Linked DNA regions of Mus musculus: all the other regions are linked to region 4. The links are chromatin contacts, called in public Hi-C, HiCAR-type and HiChIP or PLAC-seq maps. All regions are on one chromosome and are shown on one strand. The core of a region is the stretch at or near the end of the contact, and the rest is flanking DNA. Distances in the headings are between cores, read along the strand shown.

The links. A called contact is a pair of places that touch in the nucleus more often than the background predicts. HiCAR-type assays count read pairs that join an accessible place to other places. HiChIP or PLAC-seq counts read pairs in DNA pulled down with a chosen protein or histone mark.
Region 1: a contact with region 4 is called in an H3K27ac HiChIP or PLAC-seq map of SST interneurons, with 10 times the contacts expected there. The contact joins two enhancer-like sites. A contact is called at or near these places in 1 of 39 promoter capture datasets (hippocampal neurons), 45 of 484 Hi-C or Micro-C datasets (the 63-12 cell line, the BV-2 cell line, the C3H10T1/2 cell line and 28 more) and 6 of 115 datasets of contacts at active chromatin or transcription factors (SST interneurons, embryonic basal ganglia, embryonic forebrain and 3 more).
Region 2: a contact with region 4 is called in a Hi-C map of cortical neurons, with 2.7 times the contacts expected there. The contact joins the promoter of Apbb1ip here to the enhancer-like site in region 4. A contact is called at or near these places in 9 of 39 promoter capture datasets (the HPC-7 cell line, cranial neural crest, embryonic stem cells and 4 more), 16 of 484 Hi-C or Micro-C datasets (the G1E-ER4 cell line, Th1 cells, adipose-derived mesenchymal stem cells and 8 more), 9 of 115 datasets of contacts at active chromatin or transcription factors (Th17 cells, VIP interneurons, bone marrow-derived macrophages and 6 more) and 1 of 9 other capture datasets (macrophages).
Region 3: a HiCAR-type map of Th17 cells shows a contact between it and region 4, with 15 times the contacts expected there. The contact joins two enhancer-like sites. A contact is called at or near these places in 3 of 484 Hi-C or Micro-C datasets (the N1E-115 cell line, cortical neurons and thymic regulatory T cells) and 7 of 115 datasets of contacts at active chromatin or transcription factors (SST interneurons, Th17 cells, differentiating embryonic stem cells and 4 more).
Region 5: an H3K4me3 HiChIP or PLAC-seq map of forebrain shows a contact between it and region 4, with 5 times the contacts expected there. The contact joins two enhancer-like sites. A contact is called at or near these places in 6 of 484 Hi-C or Micro-C datasets (the G1E-ER4 cell line, the HPC-7 cell line, Sertoli cells and 2 more), 15 of 115 datasets of contacts at active chromatin or transcription factors (Th17 cells, embryonic basal ganglia, embryonic forebrain and 9 more) and 1 of 9 other capture datasets (embryonic tail).
Region 6: a contact with region 4 is called in an H3K4me3 HiChIP or PLAC-seq map of embryonic forebrain, with 7 times the contacts expected there. The contact joins the promoter of Pdss1 here to the enhancer-like site in region 4. A contact is called at or near these places in 10 of 39 promoter capture datasets (the 3T3-L1 cell line, the HPC-7 cell line, the SN4741 cell line and 6 more) and 15 of 115 datasets of contacts at active chromatin or transcription factors (bone marrow-derived macrophages, cardiomyocytes, embryonic basal ganglia and 7 more).

Annotation. Positions count from the first base shown.
Region 1 is chr2:22,703,247-22,707,798 of GRCm38.p6, forward strand. No RefSeq gene overlaps it. Among named protein-coding and RNA genes, the nearest start is that of Mir3967, 51 kb to the left of the region's middle. Within about 2 kb of position 2,290, at least 24 of the 459 cell types and tissues checked have an H3K27ac peak or open chromatin away from gene starts, as enhancers often do. A contact at or near this core is called in the P5424 cell line, SST interneurons and cortical neurons, where this site is marked.
Region 2 is chr2:22,771,235-22,775,721 of GRCm38.p6, forward strand. It overlaps Apbb1ip (amyloid beta (A4) precursor protein-binding, family B, member 1 interacting protein), which reads left to right and starts at 3,093. Exons shown (of 14, transcript NM_019456.2): 1 at 3,093-3,287.
Region 3 is chr2:22,678,804-22,683,353 of GRCm38.p6, forward strand. It overlaps Gad2 (glutamic acid decarboxylase 2), which reads left to right. Exons shown (of 16, transcript NM_008078.2): 13 at 2,485-2,634. Among named protein-coding and RNA genes, the nearest start is that of Mir3967, 27 kb to the left of the region's middle. Within about 2 kb of position 1,753, at least 21 of the 459 cell types and tissues checked have an H3K27ac peak or open chromatin away from gene starts, as enhancers often do. A contact at or near this core is called in the N1E-115 cell line, Th17 cells and thymic regulatory T cells, where this site is marked.
Region 4 is chr2:21,956,489-21,960,499 of GRCm38.p6, forward strand. It overlaps Gm39767 (a long non-coding RNA gene), which reads right to left. Exons shown (of 6, transcript XR_866004.1): 2 at 2,415-2,632. Among named protein-coding and RNA genes, the nearest start is that of Gm39767, 5.7 kb to the right of the region's middle. Within about 2 kb of position 2,058, at least 68 of the 459 cell types and tissues checked have an H3K27ac peak or open chromatin away from gene starts, as enhancers often do. A contact at or near this core is called in the G1E-ER4 cell line, the N1E-115 cell line, the P5424 cell line and 10 more, where this site is marked.
Region 5 is chr2:22,743,596-22,748,030 of GRCm38.p6, forward strand. No RefSeq gene overlaps it. Among named protein-coding and RNA genes, the nearest start is that of Apbb1ip, 29 kb to the right of the region's middle. Within about 2 kb of position 1,271, at least 243 of the 459 cell types and tissues checked have an H3K27ac peak or open chromatin away from gene starts, as enhancers often do. A contact at or near this core is called in Th17 cells and forebrain, where this site is marked.
Region 6 is chr2:22,893,143-22,897,507 of GRCm38.p6, forward strand. It overlaps Pdss1 (prenyl (solanesyl) diphosphate synthase, subunit 1), which reads left to right and starts at 2,380. Exons shown (of 11, transcript NM_019501.3): 1 at 2,380-2,620. The coding sequence starts at 2,489. It overlaps Gm52503 (a long non-coding RNA gene), which reads right to left and starts at 228. Exons shown (of 2, transcript XR_003953772.1): 1 at 53-228.

The DNA.
Region 1 (4,552 bases), core at 1,040-3,539, 750 kb after region 4:
GGCTATTTAATGAAGTCCAGGCTAGCCTTTAATAAAAGTTATTTAAACTGGTCTCAGAGGTTACAAGTATAATTGATAGCTTTGGAAGACTGTGGGCTGTGGTAAGATCTGTATGTCACTAGAAGCTAATGATCTGTCAATCAGGTTTTCAGGCCAGGAATGAAATCCATGGCTCCTACCGTAGCACTTTGGAAGATGTGGAAAGAAATGCAAAGACCTTTTGTAAAAGCTGAAATAGTTTTCAATAATAATGAAAAGATTTCCTTCTCAAATATATACATATCCCACACACCTCTTGGCACTGAACTTCTCATACCTGAATACATGCATTTTATTGCAAATTATCCAGCAGCTATCTTCAGTCTAGAAATGGAAAATGATATTTTTATCCCCTCCTCCCAGGGAGTCATTTAAAGATACCAGGACCTAACATCTCTAGTGATGTTTTAAAGAAACAAATACCTTCAAAATTAGTTCCTGATAGACATGAGACCCTGGCATCTTGAAACAGATGTAAGCAGTTTCCTTGATCTTTTGTGTATTGTGGAAGAGGGGAAATTACAGGGCTGCAGGTGCTTCGTAGGCTCCGGTGAAGACAGCAGCAATTCCTCTACTTCCTGTTGCAGAACCTTTGTCCTTAATTCAAACAGACCACACATTGAACAACATTTGCTGCTATGTGGAAGAAGATCCAAACCATTAATTTAGTAAACACACCTACTTTAGCTTCTGCCTTTGATGATGCATAGAAAGCAGTGCCTTGAAATGGCTTTTGAAACTGTTTGTCCGATTTTTGCTGTCCAGATTCCTTGTGGAAGCTGCAGCAGTGGCAAGAATGGAGCTGAGCGTCATGGTTGCTGCTGAATTGACCTCTTCACCCTGGATTGTGGGAAACATTTTTTTCTCTGGTGCATGAGCACTCTTACCAAACTCACACATCCAGGGTGGGGGTGGGGGTGGGGGTGGTGAGTATTGTTGGCGCACGCCTTTAATCCCAGCTTTTGGGAGGCAGAGGCAGGCGGATTTCTGAGTTTGAGGCCAGCCTGGTCTACAGAGTGAGTTCCAGGACAGCCAGAGCTACACAGAGAAACCCTGTCTCAAAAAAAAAAAAAAAAAAAAAAAAAAAAAAACCTCAAAAAAAAAAAAAAAAAACTCAAAAAAAAATTTAAGGGGATTTACTTTCATGATAAAAGCGATATTATCCGTGTGTGTGTGTGTGTGTGTGTGTGTGTGTGTGTGTGTGTGTGGTTTTTAAAGATGCCTCCTGCCTTAGGTTTTTTTTTTTTTCTATGTATAACAATGAAGGGATTTTGTTTTGTTTTGCTTTGCTTTGCATTGTTTGAGACAGGACCTCCAGTATGCATCCAGAGCTGGCTTTGAACTTGTGACCCTCCCATCTCATCCCCAGAGAGATAGAATTACAGATACCTACCTGCTTTCATGTCTAGCAGTAAAAGGATTTTAACAACCACGTTAACCCAATCAACATTTGAATAACCTGCTTGGATTTAATGATGAAACAAGAAATTGCAGGTGTTAATTCTGATCGCCAAAGGATTCTCCTGTCCTTAATGCCTGCTGAGGAACCAAGTCTTATTAACTTCCTTCCCAGGAACTTCCACAGCCAAGTACACACACAGCTATGGTGCATGTTATAGGAGGAGCTGAGTTTTCCCAGGCTTGGAAAATAAGCTCCTGCCAAGAGAAGTCAGAACTGCGGGCCCATGTTTTCATCCCTCTCAGGAGCTGGCTGACAGCTCTACAGCTGGAGTAGGCCTGGTTTGCTTGAAAGCTTGCTCTGCCATTTATTAGCTGACTAGATCTCTTATGCTTTCCAAATTCAGTTCTCTCATCTCTCAGACAAGGACAAAAATAGCATTTGACACTCAGGGTGATAATGAATATTCAAATGAGAAAATTGTCCAATGCCTGGAACGCAATGCATTTTGTCTTACATGGAGCTCATTTTATTTTGTACCACTGCATAGAAGGACCAGACATAAACACAAGGTCTCCCTCTTACAGGAATCCTTAGAGGACTGTGTTCTGTCAGCCAATAGTTCTAAGAAGGAGCTGCCATAGGTCATTCATGAAGACAGAAGTCAGGGTTGTAATGGTGAGTGGGGTTACAGGGAGCTAAGGAAAAGCAAGGAACAATCATAAGTTAAACAGATATGGTGGTACTTTAGCGGCTGAGACAAGAGGTTAATAAATCTTGAGGCAATTCTGACCTAGATGTATTCTTGTGGGAGGAGTCATTCCTCATTGTGCCTCTCCACAACTGGCTGGCTGCATGACTTATGTTCAGGAAAGAACAGATGGCTCCAATTATTACTTAGCAGCCATGGTATAAAGAAAGAGTTTCTTCTGAATGAAAGCCTCTTAAAGTTGCAATGCTCACTGTTTTGAAACATGGATGAAACTTCAGGAAAAGTGTCTATTAAGAATGCACTATCTATACCTTGATGTGAGTGAGGCCACTGAATGACTGTTTCTGCTTCTGTCTGCCTGCCTTGCCTATGAGTAAATCCAATGCTCAAAGCACATCAACTCACTGATAAATGATTGTTGCAGGTGTGTGATAACTGCAGTGAGGGACCAAAGAAATTGCAAAGCCACCGTCCATGTTTCTTTCTTCTCTTTGTTTTAGTCTCATTCTGAATCCAAAGCAGCTACAACAAAAATATTGAAACCCCTTTCAATCGTTCCTAGATTAATGTAAGAACTTTCTACTTCTTTCTTTTTTGTTTTTATTGGTTATCACTCTCTTTTCCTCACCTGTACAATGAATGGTTTGTAGTACCTATCACAGTTATGCTAGTGACTGACCTCTGCACACACCCCTTGCCTTTCCTTCCTACAGTATTAAAACTGTCTCCTAGTGAACCAGTTAACCAGGTCAGAAATTCACTGAATGTGACTGTTTACTACCCTGAGTAGCTCCTCATATAAACTAAGGGGTGTTGTTGTTGTTGTTGTGTTGTTTTGTCTTGTTTTTACTTATATAAATTATTATCTAGGTTGATGTGCTTCCAGCAAAAACAGGAAAAAATGCCGTGGGATTTTGCACATTGGGAGCAGATTTTATTTTGGTGGGCTCATTTATAGGGACTTTATTGGAGTCTATTAAGACAGGGTCCCATAGGGGATGGGCTAGATAATCACCTATTAGCTGAGGCCACCTGAGACAGAGGACCCCAGGTTGACAGAGCACTGCAGCTGCCTTTGCTGCAGAGTTGACTCACATGATCGACAGAAGTCTCAGCACTCAAGAATGGAATCAGCAAGGCTGCATGTCTAGAGCCAGTGAAGGGAGGCAGCTGCTGGGCAGGAATCACATTCTGGCCCCATTTACCTCACAAACAAGCATAAGAATCTACTCTCCGAGTCCCTCCCTCACAGCTGCACCACACAAGGACTCTGTCAGACAAGAGCAAGCTAGAATACCCAAGATACAATTTGCAAAACACAAGAAAATCAAGAAGAAGGAAGACCAACGTGTGGATAATTCATTCCTCCCTAGAATAGGGAATAAAATATCCATGGAAGGAGTTGCAGAGACAAAGTTTGGAGCTAAGACAAAAGGGTGGACCATCCAGAGACTGCCCCACCCGGGGGTCCATCCCATAATCAGCCACCAAACCCAGACACTATTGCATATGCCAGCAAGATTTTGCTGAAAGGGCCCTGATATAGCTGTCTCTTGTGAGGTTTTGCCAGTGCCTGGCAAATACAGAAGTGGATGCTCACAGTCATCTATAGGATGGAACACAGGGCCCCCAATGGAGGAGCTAGAGAAAGTACCCAAGGAGCTGAAGGGGTCTGCAACCCTATAGGAGGAACAACAATATGAACTAACCAGTACCCCCAGAGCTCATGTCTCTAGCTGCATATGTAGCAGAAGATGGCCTAATCGTCCATAATTGGGAAGAGAGGCCCCTTGGTCTTGCAAACTTTATATGCCCCAGTACAGGGGAATGCCAGGGCCAAGAAGTGGGAGTGGGTAGGTAGGGGAGCAGGGCAGGGGGAGGTTATAGGGAACTTTCAGGATAGCATTTGAAATGTAAATAAAGAAAATATCTAATAAAAAAAATTAAAAAAAAAAGAAATAGGAATCATGATGATCTTACCTCCCTATGCTCAATCAAAGGAAAAGTGGAGAAAAGAAAGGAAGGAAATGGAAAATGTGTTAGTCATTATTCCTGTAGGGGTTTAAGTAGCACATAGCTGCTTCAGGAATCTGGTAAACATAATGGTCTTTACTGTAATAGAGAAAATGTACGCACTATGTATATTTATATCCTATACATGTATATAAAACATTTATTTATATAATTTTACCATGTTAAAGAGTACAAGAACTACATAAACCATAGGTTATGTAACATATATGTTTGTATTATGCAAATTATATAATGCATAAACAGCTATCTAAACTGCCTACTCCATAACTCTGCTTTTCCTTTCAGGATGTCTGCCTAGTTACTGAAAGAGTCAAAATAAGCAGCAGAAATACTGAATTTTTGCCTAGTATTCTGGGTAGGAGACAAAA
Region 2 (4,487 bases), core at 1,843-4,342, 820 kb after region 4:
ACATAACGTCACACCATGTGTTCTATTTTATAGTATGGTGCCTTTCAGCAAATCAGGTTTTGTGTATATTCTGTGCTGGTAAGTAGCTTTTTCTCTTTGATGCAGACATGTCTCCATACAGAGGTGCCAAGACTGACCAAGCTTGACTTGCCTGGTAACTGTCATCCATCCTAACAGAGCATCTCCTCCAGATGCAGGTTTACCATCCCCCTCCCTCTATTCATGTCCAGTCACCACAGCCTCCTGCCAGCAGAGCCTGCAAACATCTTCCTCATGCATCCATTGCTTTGCATTTCCATGGCTACCAAACAAACAAACCCATGATAATTTCTTTCCCAACTTTCTTGGAAATCACCCTGTGTCCATTCTTTTCTTCATTTTAGCAATCCCCATGGTACAGCCAGGGTGATTTCTTTCTGAAACACAATCCCTCCATTGCAGTTCCAAGTCTGATTGAACATAGTTTTGTTATCCTTAGGATTTGAGGACAAATCTTTGACTTGATTAACTTGAGTGGTTCCTGTTTACCTTTCTATAGAGGCTGACCTCTGGGTTAGTTACCAGAGCTGCTAGTGACTCAGGTCACACTGTTTCTAAACCCTCTGGCAGTCCCCCATCTCCACCCAGAGCCCATCAGCAAATCACAGTTCCTACTGTTAGTACGCTATTGGAAGCTACCATTATTTTAATGTTAATATTTATTTTTCTCTTTGAGAAAAAAAAATCTCCTTAAGTACTCCAGGCTATACTTGAACATAGAACTCCCCTCTCGCTCCCCACCCCCACCTCTGTAACTCAACTAGTGCTGGGATTAGGGGCTTGAGCCACAAGTTGGGTTCAGCAACCACCATTTACAACCAACCGTTTCATCTGAAGTGTTGCCACAAACCAGTAAGGGTAAAGTTAAGTATAATTCATTCATATTCTTCTTCCTCCCTCTTCCCTCCATCCCTCTCTTCTCTCTCCTCTTCCTCCCACTCAACTGCTTTTCTAAGTGTTCCTTAAACCGTATGATGACTTCTAGAATAAATCAAAGAACGTACCCAGTTGTTATATTCCTACTACTATCTGTCCATTATTATTACAGTACAACCCGAAGTCCTCTGACTGACCACAGGTCCTACTTAATCCGGCTCTTGCTCACATTCTCCCCTCATCCTCTACCTCTGCCTGCCTCTTTCACCCTACTGCAACCCTGACATCTTATCTTTCTGCTCTTGGCTCAACACACCCCATTGATCATCTCTTGGGATGCTTTTCGAGCTTCTGAATGACTGGTCCTTATCATCAGAACTCTCTGACCATCTTTTCTCTTCGGGAGAATCGCTCTCCATCCTGTTGCTTGTTTTTGCTTTCTGTTGCTCTCAATGGCATCCCACCTCACTACATCAGCCTCTACAACCATCTTGTCATCGTGTCCTTCATAACCTCGTCTCTTTTCCATTCTCTTCTCGCCACCCAAGGCCATACTGTTACTAGTTTCCTTGATGTTTTTCCAGGCTCTTCAAGGGCTGTCCTAAATGAAGACTTTAGAGGTATCAACCTTTCTTTCTAGGATATTCTTGTGTAAAACTCCTAACATCATTGGATGGCTCCTTTCATTTAGGTCCGACTCAAATGCTGGTCATAAGGTTGATCTTTTTCCACAACTCCAATTGACATAGAAGCCCTATCAGCATAACCATTACTTTATACCGTCACCTTTTATTCTTTCTCAGCATGTTGACTATGCAGTGTATTAGCTGTTTTCTGTGGAGTAGGGTGTGCCATCCAGCAAAGCAGCAATCCTTTCTGTTACTGCTGTTTATGTTCTTCTTAGACAAACTATATATAGTCTCCCATTGAGTACTGGAACTATCTGAAATTAATTATATGTCTAATTTATATCTTCATGTCTCCACCATTTTGCCTTACAGTGAACCCTTAAAGACACAGCTGTGTAGAGGAAGAGAAATTAACTCAATCATCATTTAAAATCATAATTGATTTTAGTGGCTGTATTTTCAGATCTCCCTAAACACTTTCTCTCAGAGTGAGTCCCAGTCAATCTTGTGATATACAAGCTATGAACAAACAAAATCATAAGAACAAAACCAGAAAGTGATCTTGGTGGCACATGAGAGGCAGGAGGATCTCTATATGTTCGAAGCCAGCCTGATATACATTGTAAGTTCGAGGACAGCCAGTGTGACAATTACACTCTGACTTTAAAAAATAAAGATGTTGGAGGGACCACAGCCCATCATCAGAGTAGTCTCCACTGAGAACAGACACCTGCTGAGCCCTTCCTTTACCTCCACCCAGGGAAAGATCTACTCTGGCACAAAGGCCATCACACTGCACCACTTCTCTGTCCACCCTAACTGGAACGTCCCCTTCTGGGCTGGTCCAGGAAGTCTTAGACAATGGCAGATTGAGGAAGTGCAGCGAGGGTTGAGGTAAAGACATAGAAGGCTGTTGCAAAATAAGCTGGCCCCTTTACCCTTTGTGGAACTTAATAGATTGGGATTGATCCACACGATGTGAAAATAAACGGAAGACAGGCCTCAACAGAAGCAGAGGGTCCTTTTATTAAAACAGTGAAAGGAGGCAGTCTTGGGGGAAGTGGAGGCTGCGCAGATGCTCAGGGAGCTTGACGGTTTTGTGGGGCAGAAAAGGGAACTTACATCTGTTCCGCTCAAGTCTCAAAATTGTAACCAACGTAGGTTGATATTTAGATCTCCTTGGGAACTAACTGCCTGCAGGTGTTACTGACTGGTGAACTCTCTTGTAGGGAGTTTCTCAGCTAATCTGAGACTTTTAGTCCTGAGCACCCCTTGAGCACTAACCCTTCAGACTAGCATCTGGGCGTTAGTCTCAGACTCTTACAAAGAACACAAGACCCACACAGATGAGAGAAGGCTTTCTCTGACCTTAGGGCAGGAAGTGTTTTCTTCCAGGGGTGGACAGGGTTTGGAAAAAACAACCCGAACTTGCTAAACTTGCGGAGCCCTTTAGGCGGGGCTTGGTGTCTGTCTATTCTCCTCCAGGGCTTTGCTAGCTAGCACCTCCGTGCAAAGCCGAGAGTCTGCGCCGCCGGGTGGGCAGGGCTCAAAGCACTTCCTCCTCCCTGAGCCCACGTCCTCGCCTCGAGGCCGGTCCAGCCCAGAGGCGCCAACCACTCATCTCTGCTCATTCCGGTGCACTTAGGCTCAACCCGGCCCATCTCTGGCTCAGCCCCGCGCATCTCTGCACAGCCTCCTCGCATCTCTGCAAGCCCCCCTCGCACCCTCCTCCCAGCAGTCAAGGTAAGCGGCACCCTAGTCCTGCGCACGGGTTTGGGGTACTCAGGCTGCCACACTGCGTGTCCTATGGGGGTGGGGGAGACAACAGTTGTGGCACAGGTCCACGCACCGGCCACGTGAACACGCCCCCCCCCCCTTCCCCTGGCAGCCAGGAAGCTTCAGGTCCCCTGGGCACCTCTTGTGCTCTTGACCTGTGGCTCCCTCTTCTCCCCACTGCGTTTTGTTTTAACAGATTTTCTGCTTAAGAAATGTTACCAGGTCTCAGGGACCCCACATTAAATTGAGCTAATCTTGAAACAAAACATCCCCTGAGGCATTTTAGGGCACCTCACATTAAGTGGTAGTCTGAGGAGACTCATTTGAGAGTCAGAGGACACATAGCTCAAAGTGTTTCCCTTCATTTAAAACTTTAACTGCAGTTCTGCTTTTTGAAGCCTGTCTTTCCCTCTCAGTCTCCTTTTCTTTGTAAAAAATGTGGTAAGGATAAGTTTGAATACCAGACAAGGGTTTCCTAATTTAGTTTGGAGTGAAGATTCAGAAAATGCTTTATATATTGAAAGACAAGAATGCTCTTGTATACCACCACCACCACCACCACCACTGCCACCACCACCGCTAGAACCCCCAGTACAGGCCCCTCGCTCGGACTTTATCACGTGTACCTCTTCATTCCCCTTGGCGATGTATTTCTCAGCTTTCATACCAAGGTGCAGAGTGACATGTGCTCTCCTAGAGCGTCTCAGCATCTCTGTTCAAAGAGTAGTTTTGTGATGGGAACGCCGAGTAAAGGGGAAAACTGAGCAGACAAGAGGCTGTGGGTTTATCCTCCATACCGGCAGTGATATGGTGTGAACAAAAGCAAGTGCGCCAATCTGGGACTCCAAACTGAAACTTCAGAAAAGAAACTTTGGCTTTCATACTAAACCGAGGGTTTTGCCTTCTGGGCCTCCCTAAAATGGGAGCACGTGGGCCTGAAGAGGAATGCTGGCTAGCAAGATAGCAGAAGATAAGAAAAAGAGTCGCTTGTACCCAATGTCCTTCCAGGTGGTGTCTCCTGTCTGATCAGTGAACTCAGAGTCTAGCAAATGTAATGTCATCTTCAAACTATTAGCACTTAACTTGTAAATTCTTATAAATATTTGTGACCTTTCTGGTACTTGGTAGAGATTCCAGTTGTTGCTCTACATCTTTAGGATACTAGCA
Region 3 (4,550 bases), core at 503-3,002, 720 kb after region 4:
AAGAAGGACACATGCTCCACTATGTTCATAGCAGCCTTATTTATAATAGCCAGAAGCTGGAAAGAACCTAGATGCCCCTCAACAGAGGAATGGATACAGAAAATGTGGTACATCTACACAATGGAGTACTACTCAGCTATTAAAAAGAATGAATTTATGAAATTCCTAGCCAGATGGATGGACCTGGAGGGCATCATCCTGAGTGAGGTAACACATTCACAAAGAAACTCACACAATATGTACTCACTGATAAGTGGATATTAGCCCCAAACCTAGGATACCCAAGATATAAGATATAATTTGCTAAACACATGAAACTCAAGAAGAATGAAGACTGAAGTGTGGACACTATGCCCCTCCTTAGATTTGGGAACAAAACACCCATGGAAGGAGTTACAGAGACAAAGTTTGGAGCTGAGATGAAAGGATGGACCATGTAGAGACTGCCATATCCAGGGATCCACCCCATAATCAGCATCCAAACGCTGACACCATTGCATACACTAGCAAGATTTTATTGAAAGGACCCAGATGTAGCTGTCTCTTGTGAGACTATGCCGGGGCCTAGCAAACACAGAAGTGGATGCTCACAGTCAGCTAATGGATGGATCATAGGGCTCCCAATGGAGGAGCTAGAGAAAGTAGCCAAGGAGCTAAAGGGATCTGCAACCCTATAGGTGGAACAACATTATGAACTAACCAGTACCCCGGAGCTCTTGACTCTAGCTGCATATATATCAAAAGATGGCGTAGTCGGCCATCACTGGAAAGAGAGGCCCATTGGACTTGCAAACTTTATATGCCCCAGTACAGGGGAACACCAGGGCCAAAAAGGGGGAGTGGGTGGGCAGGGGAGTGGGGGTGGGTGGATATGGGGGACTTTTGGTATAGCATTGGAAATGTAAATGAGTTAAATACCTAATAAAAAATGGAAAAAAAAAAAAAGAAGTGCTTGCTATAATGCTACATCTTACTAGACTGTAAGGGGAATTTTCTTTTTCAAATTCAATGCCTTCCTCTTGCTCTAATACAAACACATTATATTTTTGTCTTACTTCAAAGATAACTATAGAGTTCATGTAATGTGAAGCCCAAGCTGAAAGTAGAGTCAATTCTATTGTCTACCAAGTGTTCTGTCTATATTGTTCTGAATTTTAGTTTGGATAACCTTTTTAAAAAGGTTCTCTCTTCTTCTCCAGCGCAGTGATCACATTTTGGTCTTTTCTTCTCTTGTCATGAGTCACAAGAGAAAGAAAACCAAATGTCAAAGCTTTTATGAAATCACAATTACACAGTAGCTGACAGAAGAATCAGAAGCTTCCAGCAGATGTGATAAATTGAATCGTGGTGGGGTTTCCAGGAAGAGATTGGCGGTGCCATTGTAGTCAGAAGCATGAGTCACTTGCTGTTCTTTGGAACAATCACTTTGCTGCTTATTTCTAGAATAGGGTTATCGTACTTGGGTGAATTCATGGTCACTGACAGGAAACTCTCCTTTGCAACTACCACAAGCAACTAAATGTGAAAATGTAATCTCTAAGCCTGACCCTTGGGAGAGGAACAGAAGATGGGAAAAGTTGCTCATTTAGGTTCAATCCAGGATTGCAGCAGCTTTGGATAATCTTTGCATTCTAATATATAAGAATAAGAGCAATGAGCTATTGAATAGCTCAAAGTCTGAGCATTACAGGGGGATGAAAGTGCTAGAAGAACCTTAGTAATTGCATTGGAAGAACTAGTTGGGCCTGGAGAGACGAGACAAAGGTTAGGCATACTGACTAATCATTCAGAGGAGCCAGGTTTGACTACCAGCACCCACATGATAGTCGACTATTTGTATCTCCAGTTCCAGGAATCTAATATCCCTTTTTGGACTCTTTGGGCACTAATCCACATGATGGACAGACATACATGCAGGCAACCTGCCCACACACATAAAATAAATCTTAAAAACTAAAGAACCTACAAGTTTCTGAAGTCTCTTCCTCCCCTTCTTCTCTACTCTCTCCTTTGCCTTCCTCTTTAAAAGGGTGATCTTGCTACGTAACCTTGACTGGCCTAGAATTCACTGTGTAGACCAAGGTGACCTCAAACTTGCAGCAACCCTACCTCTACCTCCCAAGTATTGGGTTTCTGAAATATTTTAACTACAATAAAACTAGATCAAGATAATCCCCCAGAAAATGAGCATCACTCTGTGACTTTTATTTATCTACATATTATTATAAATGTATTTCTTAAAATTAAGAAAACAAAAGTATAAGTGTGTCCCTCTGGTAGCACTCTACCTGAGCCTTCATCCCACAAAATCAACCCATGATGCTTGCCTGGACAGTCTTATCCAGTAGTTTTTCTGTTTAATTCTTTCTGTGTTCTTCTTCAAAAAGATACAAGAGAATTTAGCTTTATGATTTTTCTTTCTTAACAATTACCCACAGAGCCATGCTAAAGAGAGTGCCCTGAATTTTCTCTTTGCTCCTGTAGGGACTGATGCAGAGCTGCAACCAGATGCATGCTTCCTACCTCTTTCAGCAAGATAAGCACTATGACCTGTCCTATGACACAGGAGACAAGGCCTTGCAGTGTGGACGCCATGTGGATGTCTTTAAATTATGGCTCATGTGGAGAGCAAAGGTAAGCCCAGGCCAATTATAAGGCAACTAAAGAAAAGAAAACCTGTCTGACAAACTTTTTAAAACATGATTGCTAAATGAAGAGTTACTCAGGGAATTCTTTTTAACCCTGTGTCTGCATGGCTGCATTCTCCATGGGCAAGAGCATAATTAACCCACTGTTTGTCTCCTCTCACATCCTAGGGTTTCTAAAGCTTCCTCAACTCAAAGACCCATTTTGATGCATCTATAAGAATCACTTCTTACTGTTGTCATCCTCATTGTTATTTGGCTTATTTTATTCACCCCCTTCTCCATCTTGTTTGATGATCTGTCTTGATGACTGATTGCCTGAGTAGATTAGTATGTTTTAGAAGGAAACCAGAATGGAAATGCCTACCATGAACACTTAATTCCATGACCACTCCAGTGGATGATTTCTAATGAGAAAGTAATTTTCGAAACTCCAGAAGTTCCCAGTCCTTTGTATGGGGTCCTGTGTAGTTCAAAATTTACCTGGATTATGATCCTTCCTCTACCAACAAGGTCATTTCTGTAGGTCAGAGCCTATATTTTATTAGTTTATTCTCTGGCTGTTTTATGTGTGTATATAATCAAATCTAGTCACACTTGTCCCTCCATCCTTTTCTATTCCTCCTGCCCTCAAATCTCAAGTGCAAATTCCACTTTCATATCTTTTGTCGGGGGAGTGGCTTTGCTTTATGAGGTACATGGTTTAATTTTGACTAGACTCTCAGTTTACAAGTCACAAAATCAAACAATGGCCAGAGCTACCTGTAGACACTACAGAACCTAACTGAAAAATATAATATCATGGAAAACAAAGGAAAACGAGCAAGGGGTAACTGAAGAGAAATCAGGAATGCCCTTCCTGTGTGATTGATCAAGAGGCCACTACACATCTGACTCTGTGTTTTCACTGTCTACATAGTAGGCAATAGGCTCAGTCCCACAGGTTGATGTAAGCAACTTATCAGCAGACATGTTCCCATTCCAGGAAGAAGGCAGGCAAGGGCCTTTGTAAAGAGGTACAAACTGTGTCCTCAGTAACAAACTCCACAAACTGTTCTAGAAAATTCTTCCAAGTAGAGGCATGTGAGATGGTCAAGAAGGAAAGAGAAAATTTTTACTGATAGAGAAAGTGTAATCCACAAGTGTTTTGTAGGATCTTCTTTAAGCCTATTCTAGACAGAAATACAAGCTTAGTGAAAGGAAAAAAGAAACAAAAAGCAAAAAACGAAAAAAAAAAAAAAAAAAAAAAAAACCTCTGAGATGGTTCCCAGGAATAGCATGTCCTCAGGAATTCCCCTTTATATTACCCCACTGAGTTTTCTCAAACTGTTTGGAAGTGTCACCACTGCTTTTGGGAAGCCTTGTAAGGGTAGTGTACACTGGGCCCCAATTCTTTTGACCTTGACAGCACCCCCCCCCATCACCCTTGAAGCCATATGCTTGTAATTCTAACCCTTGGGAGCAGAAGGGTCATTGTAATTTTATGACCAGCCTGGTCTGTAGAGAAAGTCAGAAGTTAGACAAAGGTATGTGGAAGAAGACCCTATCTCAAAAAGCCCAAAACAAAACAAAGCAAAAGTTAAGAGTCTGCTGAAGACATAAGCAGCTCTCACTCCTCACCATAAGATTTGGTCACAACACTTTAATATGGAGGAGGAAACATCAAGGTCATATATTGTAGTGGGTTCTAAATCAGCCTTTTCAAAATTTGTAGGTTTATTTTACTGATGAATGGAAGTTGCAAAATAATAGTTGACAATGTCAAATAGTAAATTAAGAAAGACTTATCTCTACATAGAGTAGAAGCTCTCTCTTCTCTCAAACACCATGTTTTTTTTTTTTTTTTTTTTTTTGTTTTTCTTCTGTGTTTTCGTTAAGTGATGATCATTAGCTGTACTTACATAA
Region 4 (4,011 bases), core at 808-3,307:
TGCTGTTCATCTGGCTTTTCCCAGCTATGGCATGCAATTACACATGGTAAGGGACAGCTTGGAGAGGCTCACACATCTAGCTACACATCTGGTCAGGGTTGGCCTTAGGAATCACTCTTTTCAACCTTTGTACTCATCCTGTGTGCTTAATTCAGCTACTTGTCCTTGAGTGAAGCAAGCACAGAAGAGACACTTATGGAAGGGAAATAATATACTGTATACTGGTGTTTAGAAGTATGTACAGAATGATCTGTCATGCTGTGATGTTCCCCAGTAGCCTGTGTATGTGTCATAAACATACTATTCCTCTGGGAAAATGGATGCTCCATTTACTCTGCTTGGATTTGTGTGTGTGTGTGTGTGTGTGTGTGTGTGTGTGTGTGTGTGTGTGTGAGAGAGAGAGAGAGAGAGATAGAGAGAGAGATAAAGACAGAGACAGAGAGTCAGAGACAGAGCACTGTATCTCATAAACCTATATGAGTAGTTATATGCTGAGATTTTAACAAATTAACTATAGCACATTAGCGCATGCACCAGGGAAGCAGATCTTCACCTTTCCCTCTGGCCCACTAAGTCCAATTTCCCATACTCCTCCTTCTTAGGTAGCAGACCTTCACCTGTGTTTGTTCTGACTCTCTGTCCCTATTCTATGGCACTAACTACATCCTGGTGGAATGTTCTCCTTTACTCTCTCCTGTGGAGCTGCTCAGTCCCCCACCCCAAACCATCCCCATTTAAGTGTCAGCTCCCAATACCAGAAACACATTTCACCAGGGAAGCACAGTATCCACAGAAGAATTTCCTATCAGGCAACACACAGCCACCACACTCTCCTAAGAATAAGAGGGCAACAGAAAACAAAAGGAAAAAAATCCACCTAACAAAGAGAAGACCAAATATCAGCACCTTGAACTACAATCTTCCAAATCCTAGATACTTACAATCCAGAATGAAAACACATTCATTAGCATCTAGGATGATAAGTCTCCTTTGAAGCCCAGCAACCCCAACACAGCAGACCCTCAGTATTCCAACATAGCTTAAAAACAAGAAAAAGACCTTGAAACAGCCTTTATGAATATAATGAGGTACTTAAAGAGGGAACAAATAAACCCCTTTAAAAAATCATCTGCAACACAGCAGTGGAAGGAAATGAAAAGAACAGTTCAAGACCTGAAAGCAGAAATAGAATCAATTAAGAAACCCAACTGAGGAAAATCTGGAAATGAATAAATTTAGGAATTTGAGCAGGAAGCTCAGAGGCAAACCTCACTAGAAGAATATAAAAGATGGAAGAGAGAGTCTCAGGCATTCAAGACACAGCAGGAGAATAGAATATATTGGTAAAAGAAAATGTTTAAACTCTAAAACTCCTGGCACAAAATATCCATGAAATATTGGACACTGTGCAAAGGCCAAATCTAAGAATAATAGGCATATAGGAAGGAAAAGAAACACAAGTCTAAGGCTCAGAAAACATTTTTTTAACAAAAATCATAGAATAAAATTCTCATGATCTAAAGAAGGAGATGCCTATCAAGGTACAAGAAACATACAGAACACCAAATAGCTCAGACTAGAAAATAAACCCACGTTAGCACATAATAATCAAAGCACTAACTGTATAGAACAAAGAGAGAATATTAAAGCTCCAGGGGAAAAATGACCATGGCCCAAGAGTTACACTTGACATCTCACTGGAGACTCTGTAAGCCAGAGGGACTGGGTAGATGTTCTACAAATTCTAAGATACCACAGATGGCAGCCCAAGCTACTATACCTAGCAAAAGAAAGCTATTTTGTTTGTTTGTTTGTTTGTTTGTTTGTTTTTCTGACTTGACAGCAAAAGCCTGGCACTTTAATTGCCTCCTACTCTGAATTCTTTACACATCATACAGATTCTGCAAGGGCATCTATTGGGCTCATTTTATCTCACAGTCTGTTCTATGTAAGGTTCAAGGTGAGCAGTGGATTTTGGTAACTCCCTTGTTTCTGATCAGCAGTGGCTCTTTGTCTTGTTTTCTTTCTGTGCTACATAGAATTGACCACTTGAGTGCAGCATTGAGTTGGCTTGAACTAAACTACTGTCACCAAGCAAGCGATCTGAACTCTGAAGGAGCTGACAGACAGGAAATGAATAATTCTCCACGTACGTCACTGTCTCAAAAATGACAGTGGGCTTTGCTACAGAAATTTATTTAAAAGCAGAACACCCTTGTGTGCCCCTTGTGGGAGCTTTTGACAATAAATGACTTGTTTTTTGATAGTTTTAAGAAGAAAACTCACATAGCAAATCGGAGTCAATGCACAAGCCACAATGGAAAGCAAGATTAGCTCTGCATTTGTTCATGATATGAAAGGGCACATCTGTTCTGGTGACCAAACATTCCCTCAGTCCTTAGGGTTCAACATACCTGAAGGAAAACGTTCCGTAAGTCAGATTTTCTCAACAACAGGTTGATAGCTGTGTTTTACTTAGTCAAGCAGTTTCCTGAAATGCCCAGTGCACTGTACAGATGCTGCAGTCTCCCAAGATTCCAGCGATGGCTGCAAATAGAGGCTAAGATGGTCTACTGAGCTCAAAGCCATGCCTCTGCAGGAATCTGACAGTCAAAACCAGAGTCCTACTGCTCTGTAAAACAAAATGGAGCCTGATGTTCCAAAAGCTGGGAAAGAACCAGAACCAGCCCTGGGAAGGACATTGTTCTTCAGAACCTTAGCCTTGTCTCTACTTTTCTCCAGGATCTGAAAAATAGAGTATGTTTTAATAGTTGGTGTCTCCTGAAACTCCAATGGAAATGTGTAATGAGGGATGGGAGTTTCTCTATAATTCTAAATTCTGTTTACCTAGTCTCTGGTTTATTATAAGAGTGTTTACGACTCATTTGCTAATCCAGTAGACATCCTCTGAATATCTAGCATGTATCCAGCACAGAGGAGACAAAGATGAAAGAGAGATTGAGGCTGTGTACTAAAGAGTTCCACAGTATAGGGAAAACAAAACATACACCTGAAAATAACTATAAACGTGCTGATTTCATTCAGGCTCTGACACCATTATCCTTCTACAGATTATTATTGTGTAATAATAACTAAATTATGCTTCAGAGGGTAATCTCAGAGAACAGAGGTCTAATTTTCTGGATGAGAAAGGTGCATTCCAGGGTATAAGGGTTGTGGTCACATAGTTGGTGTAAAATCCACAAAAGGAGTTGGATCATTTCCACTGACAAGAATATCATTCCAGAATGGAGGACTGTTGCAGAGATACACTGCAGCCTGCATTTCCCTGGAAACTCTAAGTGCTCAGTGGAAACCTTTAGTAGATAGGTGTTTATTGACCTTATTTTAAGATTTCTCCTGGCTTCCTTTGTCTGGACATGTCTCACCACTACGTTCTGTACTGCTTAGTCTCTGAGATTCTTAGTGGGCCACAGAGGGCCCTGACTTTTCATTGGCACCCAGTTTCCTAAGCTTTGGTGCTGGAACTTGGTTTTGGACAGATTAGTAAACATTTGCACTAGCGTATGAGAATTCAACCCTATGTAATTTTGCTTCCTTACTATGCCCAACCAACATCATTTCCCTATCTACATTTAACAGCATTTCTCAAAAGTCAGTGGGAAAGCTGATACCTCATGCTGGACAGGTTTAACAGCAGCACTTGTCAATTTCCAGGCTATAAACACTTTCACCATGGGCGCTCTCAGGCTGCCCATGTTTCAGTGGGGAGCTGTGGGGAAAACATGCAGCAGAGAACAGCTTCACAATGGTCACTCCAGGGCAGCTTCTGCAGACTGCTGCCCGGGTGAAGAAGGAGACTCAGCAATGACCTGCACTATTCGCCCTGACAGGCACACCTTCCTGTGGTGATATGAAGAGAAACACAAGGTGTCTCTTGTGGATTCAGTTTAAAAAATTAATTAATTAATTAATTATTGGCCAGTATTTAGGCTAAGTGAAAGGCAGCATTTCACATTGTTTAGAGTAGAGAGAAAACCACAAAAATAT
Region 5 (4,435 bases), core at 21-2,520, 790 kb after region 4:
ACAAACAAAAAATTAGAAATACAAAGCCAGATTCTGCCTTAGAAATCCTTGAGGTAGCAGAGCGGGGTTGGGTGAGAGTGAGTGAGTGAGTGAGTGAGTGAGTGGAGCCTTCCCTTTCTGATAGGGTGTGTTATCAACTCCATTACCATTTCCAAAGGGCTACATAGTGCTGGAGCAATGTGGACAGGAAAACAAGTAGTTCATAGAGAGAAAGACACAGATGTGCTGGTCCCTACCCCCACAAGGAGATGGCTGCGTGGGGGTGGGGAGTAGGGGGAGGTGTTGAGGGAGAATTTAGGTAGCTTAGACAAATAAATAACTGGAAACTTCATTTATTTATTTATTTATTTATTTATTTATTTATTTATTTATTTATTTAATTGAGTGTATGGTGGAAGAGTGAAAATGGGTCGGGAGGGAGGGAGGGAGGGAGGGAGGGAGGGAGGGAGGGAGGTCTTCCCAAGCTGGGATGACCCATGCCTTGGGAAGGAAGGCTGCCAGTCGTTCCAAACAAATGGATTAGTGTGTAGTCACTCCCAGTGCTTTATCCAAAAGACTTTGGTCTGGCCTCCCATTTTATTCTCAAAGGGCAGTCTGGGAACCCTGCACAGATACAAAAGGAAAACATGTCAGGTCCAGTCAAGTATGCACTGGGGACAGTCCGTCCCGCCACCAGGTCCCCTCCCCGTGAGAGGGAGAGAGGCGATGGGGGCGGGGGGGTGTGTGGGAGAGGGGTCTTGCCGTGGGAGGGGCGGCCCAGCCCCCCACCCCGTTGAAGTGTGGGGGGGGGGGGGCGAAGCGGGGCGACGGGTTTCTAGGGTATCTGGCTTCCTCTGCCCCCGGATTAGGCGAACGCTGCTGCGGCGGAGAGGGGCGGGGTGGTTCCGCGCCACAGCTGAAGCGGCCCCACCCCACCCCACCCGCGCCCCGCCAGCCACCTTCCACCCGGGCCTTCCCCAGGTGTCCAAAGCCAGAGCTGGTCTCGGGGAAGTGCGCCTGGCAACCGCAGGTTTCTTGCTGGCCCCATCCCCTGCCCCGCCCAAGACCCTCCCCCCTCTGGGGGTGGGGAGAGTGAGGCGGGGAAGCGGGGACAGCGGCTGCGGGATGCGGGGTGGGGGGATCGGCGGGAGGGTTGAGGGACCGGGAGGAACGGGGAGTGGGAAAGATCCGCTGGGACCACCGGCTCGCCGGGCGTGCCACCAGGTTGAATCCTCCGGAAGGACTGCGCAGACCCCACCGGTTTACCTCTTAAAGGTTTCACGCCCTCTTGAACTCTCTCTTCAAAGTTCTTTTCAACTTTCCCTTACGGTACTTGTTGAATATCGGTCTCCGGCCCGTATTTAGCCTTAGATGGAGTTTACCACCCGCTTTGGGCTGCATCGCCAAGCAACCCGATTCAAGAAAGACCCGGGCCAAAAAAAGGCCCGGCCTGGAGCAGCGTATGCTACATTTGCCTCACAGCGCTGTGCGCTGTGCGGTGGATTCCTGGTTAATTTCTTTTCCTCCCCTGGCTAATATGCTTAAATTCAGCCATATCTGATCAGAGGTCGAGGTCGAGGTCAGAAAGGACAAGAGGGCGTGAGGCCTCGGGAAGAAGAGTGGAGAGCTGAGCTGGGAGCGCCCCCCCCCCCCACACACACACACACACACAAGACCCACCAAAACAGGTCCGTGTTTGGCATTGCCCCAGGCACCTTCTACTTAGTAGGAAACCCTTGATAATTTCATTTACAACTCAATTTCATTTATAACTCAAGTACAACTCACTTTTGCTTACTCAATCACTTTTCTTCTTTCATGTATGCAAAAGACACTCAAATTATATGCAACAAATCAAAATAGGGAAATTCTCTTCTTCTCTTTTCTTTCTTCTTTCTCTTTCTTTCTTCCTTTCTTCCTTCCTTTCTTTCTTTCTTTCTTTCTTTCTTTCTTTCTTTCTTTCTTTTTCTAACCCCAGCCACATACTCTACCATTAAGTTATAGCTCTATCCAGACCTACAATGTTAATAGTCTTAATTTCTTGGATTCACTGTTTCATAATTTCCAAAGCCAGAGCTGATATTTGCAGATGTGAAGCAAGACAGTACCTGCTCTGAATAGCTGACTTCCATTCTGACCAATCAGTACCTATACACTAATGGCACTGAATATCCTTGTATTTCTATGGGCTTTTGCGGGGATGGAGGGACCTGTATGCAGGTCAGAGAACAACGTGCAGGAGTCAGTTCTCTCCTTCTACTGTGTGGGTTCCAGAAAGTTAACTCAGGTCATCAGGCTTGGTGAAGCATCCTTACCCACTGGGCCACCTCATCAGTCCTAATATTTTATCACATTTGTCTACGATGGCTTAAATTCTTTCTAAACTGCATTTAAACCCTCCCAAAAAAATAAAACAATGCGGTACAGTTTAAACATATTGAGGGACAGATGGTTGTGAAGTTGAAACCCCGCTCCTTTTAAACATCTGGTGTCACTTCAGTGAAAGTGAAGGTCATATTCACTCATTGCTTCCTAAATTTATCAGGCCACCTCCTATGTCAGGTTAACCTTGATATAAAAACTACTTAATCATTTCTCTACATATCTGAACATGATCATGTATACTCTAAGTGACTTACAGTGGCCCCGCTATAGGGCAACTCTGTCACACTTAGAAAACATATCATGAATGCTTGATACATATCAATCAGTAGAATGCTATCTCTTCTCTTCATGACTAGCATGGGATTTCCATTACTAAGGTCAGTAATGCACTAGTTTTGAAGAAGTAAATGAAGCTTTGGCTAATGTACTATTGGAGGCCCAGTCACCAATAGTAAATATGTAAAAGAAAAATTGTTGATAAGGCTTGAGCAGGCGAATATTACTAGCATCAATTCTGACTCAGCATATATCTACTTGGAAGCCAACAGCATGTCAGTGGGGTCTTTTCCCAATGAATAGTATTTTCTCCCAAAAAATATTTGTCAGGATTTGTTGAAAAAAATAAATCCCTGATTCTCCTGAGCAAAGACCTAGGGTAATTTAAAGGCTGCAATAGTTTGGATGGTGGAGTGTCCTTCAAGTGATATAGAATTGTGGTCTAAGCCTTTTTTTTTCCTCCAGTCATGAGTTACATCTTTTTGTTCTTTGGTTGTTGTTGGTTTTTTCTAATATGTCTTACTGCTTCAGCATAGGTTAGAAAAAGTGGGGTGAAACAGTGGGGCCCCCAAGATCAGAATGCACTTCTCTCATTATAAGTTTCTTACCTCCAGTATTTTTTTTACAGCATCAGAAAGCTGACTAACAAGAAGCTTCCCCCTAACATCTGATGCTATAAAAAAAAAAAAACCAATTGAACCCTCCCAGCAAATAGTAATGAGGAAGGAGAAAGTGATGACTATGTGAAGTCTAAGTTACCAGTAAAGAGAAGACACATAAGAGGAACTAAACATGGAAATGTTGAAATAGAAGAGGAAGTACAAAGGGGCTGAGAATATGCAGCTGTTTAAAAATATTTCTTCTAAAAATGCTCTGCACTGATGTGGGAAGGCAGCTAATAGTTTGGGATCATGAAACTAAGGACTAGAGGGACTTGGATAATTAACAGGGCAGTCAAAAAAAAAAATCTCTGAATGTCTTCTTTTAGCATTCTAGATAAGTATAGCTCAAAGCCATTGCAAGCAAGTTTTCCAGCATCCGCTTTCCATACAGCCAAGAATACAACTTAACTGCTCACATGTGCCACTGACATCAGTATCTATGACATCGTAGAGTCACTTTAGAGGCACTGGGCACTGTCTTTAAAATCACATTATTGTTGAATTCTTATGTTTAATTCTGAATCAGATCTTTATTCCAACCTATGATCAACTAATTGAAGTATACTATAATTAGTTATTTCATTCACCCTGTAGGTGCTATATACATGTGTATACACATTTATGAGTTAAAAGAACTCATAAATCAATAGAGAGAAACTTCAAGCTTCCTAAATTTAACACAAAGGGTACACCTGTCCCTTCAGAGGTCACACATCTTCCTGCAATTTCTTCTTCACTCAGTCCATTTCCACTGGGAAATTGACCACTTAATGTTGGTGTGTATCATTCCCTTGCTGTTAGTTATTAATGGTGTTGTGTCATATTCTTGTACACTGCATAGTTTCATTTTGCCCAGATCATCCCTTCATGGATTATAGCATGCATTTGTAGCATGTGAAATTTGCTTTGGAGGCTTGATATTATTTTTATGGAACTCACTCACATTGATATTTATGGTTGTAGCCCACTGACTTTCCTCGCTGTGAAGTATTCTGTTTAATGAATATACCAGCATGTATTTATCTTTTCTATTATGATGATGTTGAGGCTTTTTATCTCAATGAATATTCATTTGACATATTTTGGTGAATTTTAAAGAGGCATTTGTACTTTCAGGACATGGTGAATGGCAC
Region 6 (4,365 bases), core at 1,130-3,629, 940 kb after region 4:
CTAAGATGACAGTTTTAAAAATGGTTTAATTACAAACTATACCTGTTCTTACCTGTCAAGACTGGTTGTTTCGTTTACATAAGTGCAGTGACAGAGATCAAAGTTGTTTCTAGTTTTAGCATTTCTTCTAGGCTCTGCCCAACAGTCACCAAGCAACATTCAGGTCCAAGCCAGGCTTGCTATGAAAGAACTGTTTAGTCAGTCTCTCTGTCTGGCTCTCTCCCCCTCCCTCCCTCCCTCCCTCCCTTTTTATTATCTCTGGCCTCTTTCTCTTTCCCTGTCCTCTCTCCCCCTCTCTAGTGATCTCTGTAGGCCTCTTCCCTTCTCTCTCTCTCTCTCCCTCCCCACCCCCCCCAATGTCCCCTCTCTTTCTCTGCCTCTACTCCCTTCTCAACCCCCCTTCCCATGCCCTAAAACAAACTTCATTTCATTTTATACTAGATCCACTTTATGGCTGGTACCTGGGTGGGGGGTGGGGGGGGGACAGAGTGCCTCATCACCTGCTTACAAAACATATTATCTAGATCGTGTGCAACACCCTAAATATAAGGAGTGGATTAGAGACAATGCAAAGGAGACTGAAGAAACTAACCATGTCCTTCAAATATTGACTCTTAGGAAGGTACCAACTGCAAATTTGTGAATTATGTTTCTTCTTGTTCTGCACCATACTTACATTTAAAAATGTTGGGCCTAAAGCTGAACACATTATTTTCATATTTTATATTAGGTTCATATGTCGTAGACCCCAATTCAGTTCACAGCACCCATATTCAGCTGCTCCCAAACACCTGCTCCAGGATCAGACTCCCTCTCCTGGCTAGCCTAGTTGGGTCAAAAGAAACATCTATGAATTATGTGTGTCTTCTTGATAGATTATTAGGAGTCAGAGTTTAGCTACACAACAGTGTTAGAAGCCTTAAATGACTTCACATATATTTCCTAGTTATCTTGCATCTTGGATACTACAGCTCAATGATTTTGTGTCTGTGTTGGTAATGAGGGTCTAACCTGGGACTTGACTATACTAGGAACGTGCTCTTTTGCTTATACCACAACCCACTACAACTTCTTTTTAAGAGCCAGGGCTTTTGTTTTAATCTGGATAATTTTTACATTAAAAAATGCCCAGCAGAATTGTGGATTGCTATCCTTCTCCCTGTGGGTTATTCCTGTTGCCCTACCTGCAAAGGAAGATTACCAATAACAATATACCACAGGTCATAACATTGTCAAAAGAACATGAAAGTATTTATTGCTACACTTATCTAGGCAAAGCCTACCTATTTGATTATTTCATTCACTCATTCATTAAGTAATTTGTGGTGTTGGGATGGAACCCAGGATGTTGTGCATGCTAGGAAAACACCCAACCACTCAGTCAAAACCCTAAACAGCAAACGTTTTATTTTGACAAGTTTCATACATGTATAACCTCCATTTTTAACATAGAAACCTAATAAGAAAATAATGAGCTCAACTTTAGGGTTAACCCTCTTTAAGTGTGTTGCAAACAAGAAAAAAAATTATGATTCAGAAAATTACAGCTGGTTTATTTCTTCCTAGGAGGGAGACTGGGAGGAGAGGGGGGTCGAGATGTAAAATGAATTAATGAATGAATGGGAAAAAAAACATCAACATGGGAAGGCAGTAAACTTCTTCAGTCTCCCCAGCGCTTGCCTCTCATTGCCTCCACCTAAGATTATGGCGTAAGATTATTACGAGCATGTATAATCATTTGATGAAAGTGTTATAAAAATGCTGTTTCAACTTCGGAATAAATCCGACATGCGACAGGCAAAATGAACAAATGAAACAACGACAATAAAAACATTTTCTTGAGCATCCTGAGCTGCACTGTATGCATTAGCAAATAGAGTTGGAAATGGGGACGCAGGTCGGTAATCTCAGCAGCAATAGGCTGAGGCAGGATGGTCAATTTGAACCCAATCTGGTCTATACAAAGCCAATCTGGTCTACACGGCGAGATAAGATAACGAAAAAAAATTAATTTTGCGTAGTTCATTACATCCAAGGGTTGGTCTCCCATATCCAGACATGAACAAAACCGCTAAACTATGCATGTATACATCTCTAAGGCTTTCAGGATAGAGTCCAAAAGCTAAGAGATAAGGTCAACTTAGCTTCTGTTACACAATAACCCACAGCGTAGACTAATTAGAGGAAGTTGGCACGTCCACTCGGAGCTTGGCATTGCGAAAACAATGGCCTCAGGGTTAGCAGGTACCGGAACCAGATTTCTGCACGCTTTGTCCCGCGTAGGACAACAGTTCGGACGCACATTTCTGGATAAAAGCGGACGCGGCTCCCGACTAGAGCCAGTGGCTCCGAGGAGGGTTGAAGAGGACAGGCGACCGGGTGGGGAACAGGGTGCGGCTTCGCGCTTCCGGTGCCCAGCTTCCGGCTCCGGGTTTGGGCTTGGGGCAGAGGCGGAGCTACGGCCCGCCGCGACTTTCAGACTTGAACCATGGCTATGCGCTGGTCGTGCTGGCGGCGTGGCTGCTCCTGGAGGCCGACCGCGGTCGGGAGCCCGCGGCGGGAACGACCTGGCTGTGTGGAGCCTCTCGGAACACGTGCCGCCTCGGACACCCGCGCGCAGGTGAGGCCGGGACGCGCGCGCTGTCCGCGGCGTAGAGGTCACCATGCCAATGACAGCCGGCGATCCAATGAATGGGAGGATGCGCACGTGCGCCGGGGCCTGCAGTCCCCACTGGGTGGGACACCCGGGAAGTGGGACTAGTCGCGGGGCCAGAAGTGCGGAGCTGCTGATCGGGCATCCAGAAGACATTGGGGTTGAGGTAGAGGGAGCGGCGGAGCGCAGCCCTGTTAAGCCGGGGCTACCCGGGTGTGTCGAGAGGACAACCAGAGCCAAAGGGACCTCTGCTTTCACTTTCCTAGCAATTTCGGGTTTCGGATCCAGTTAGCCTCAAAATTCGGAAAGGGTGTTGTAGCGACGCAAAGTGATGCTAGCCAGGGTGGACTTCAGTGCTGCAGGTGCTTACAAGAGAACGCACGCCTGAAAGGCGCTGGAAGGACACTAGAAGGAGAAGAGCCGAAGGGTGTCATGAGAGACCTATGACTTCTTTGAAGTAAAATCATTATCTAATTAGTAATTGCGGATTCTTAAAACTGTCTCCTACTGCGTTTGATTACAAATTCATTTTCTTTTGGTTTTTAGCCCTGTAAATGACTCTCGCTTCTGTGTGAGTTGGGTCAGTCCGTGCCGTGCTTTACCTGGCAGTATCTGCAGACTGACTTTTGAAGTTAGTGTTTTTTTCACTTTGGGTTTTGGAGACCTTTCCGGCCACCGAGTAATTGTATAAGTAATTCATCTTTCATTTTAAAAATAATCACCCACCTCTTAAATTTTAGTACTATTTGGTACATTTCATATGTCAGTGTACTTATCAAACTCTATACTAGGAGGAGATGTGTAACATTTATAAATATGTGGCTTGTACTAAACAAGATGCATAAAACGGATTATCCAAAAAAGAATTTGGAGAGAAAATGCAAGCTGCTCTAAATAGAAAGAATAACAAATAAGAGAAAGAGAGCATGTAGGAAGAATCTTAGAGGAAGATAGGCTTTGTAGGGATCCATTTTGATACTGCAAGCTAGACTTTAGAGGGTTTGGGGTTTTATCTCTATAGAAAGGAAGGAAGGAAGGAAGGAAGGAAGGAAGGAAGGAAGGAAGGAAGGAGAAAAAGGAAAGGAAAAAGAAAAGAAACCTCACCTGTGAAAAGAGTTTTTCTGGAAAGAATCTTTGTCATTGGCATCCATATCCGTTTCCTTGAGCAAAAAGGGAGACTACTTGACCGTCCAACATCATGTTTTTCTCATTCATGTGTTAACTTTCTACTATAAACATATTTAGAATTCAGGTGTCTACTTCAGACATGAGTGCTTTCATTACTTCAGGTCTCTCAAGGACTACAAGACTTAAGGACAATTATTAAAACAAATTTGTTTCTCCAACATAGTATCGTACTGTAGCCCAGAGTAGCCTAGAACTTACTGTCAAGCTAAGCATGGCCCCAGATACATTATAGTAGTCCTGCCTCAGTTTCCACCCCCATCCCTATCCCTATAGCAGTGCATTAGACCTAAGCAACCACACCCGATTTTGTCATTAATTCATATTGAGCACTTTCTCTTATTTTAAAAAGTCAATTCTCAACTAGGTCTGTAATACTAGCATTTGTTAGAAATCAGGAGTTCAAGGTAATCTTTGGCTACAGAGTGAGTTGAATGCCAAACTGGGCTGTATGAGACTTTAAAAACATCTTAAGGGGCAGAGTTGCCTTTCAAAGCGAGTAAATGATATAGAGAGGGAATAGAATC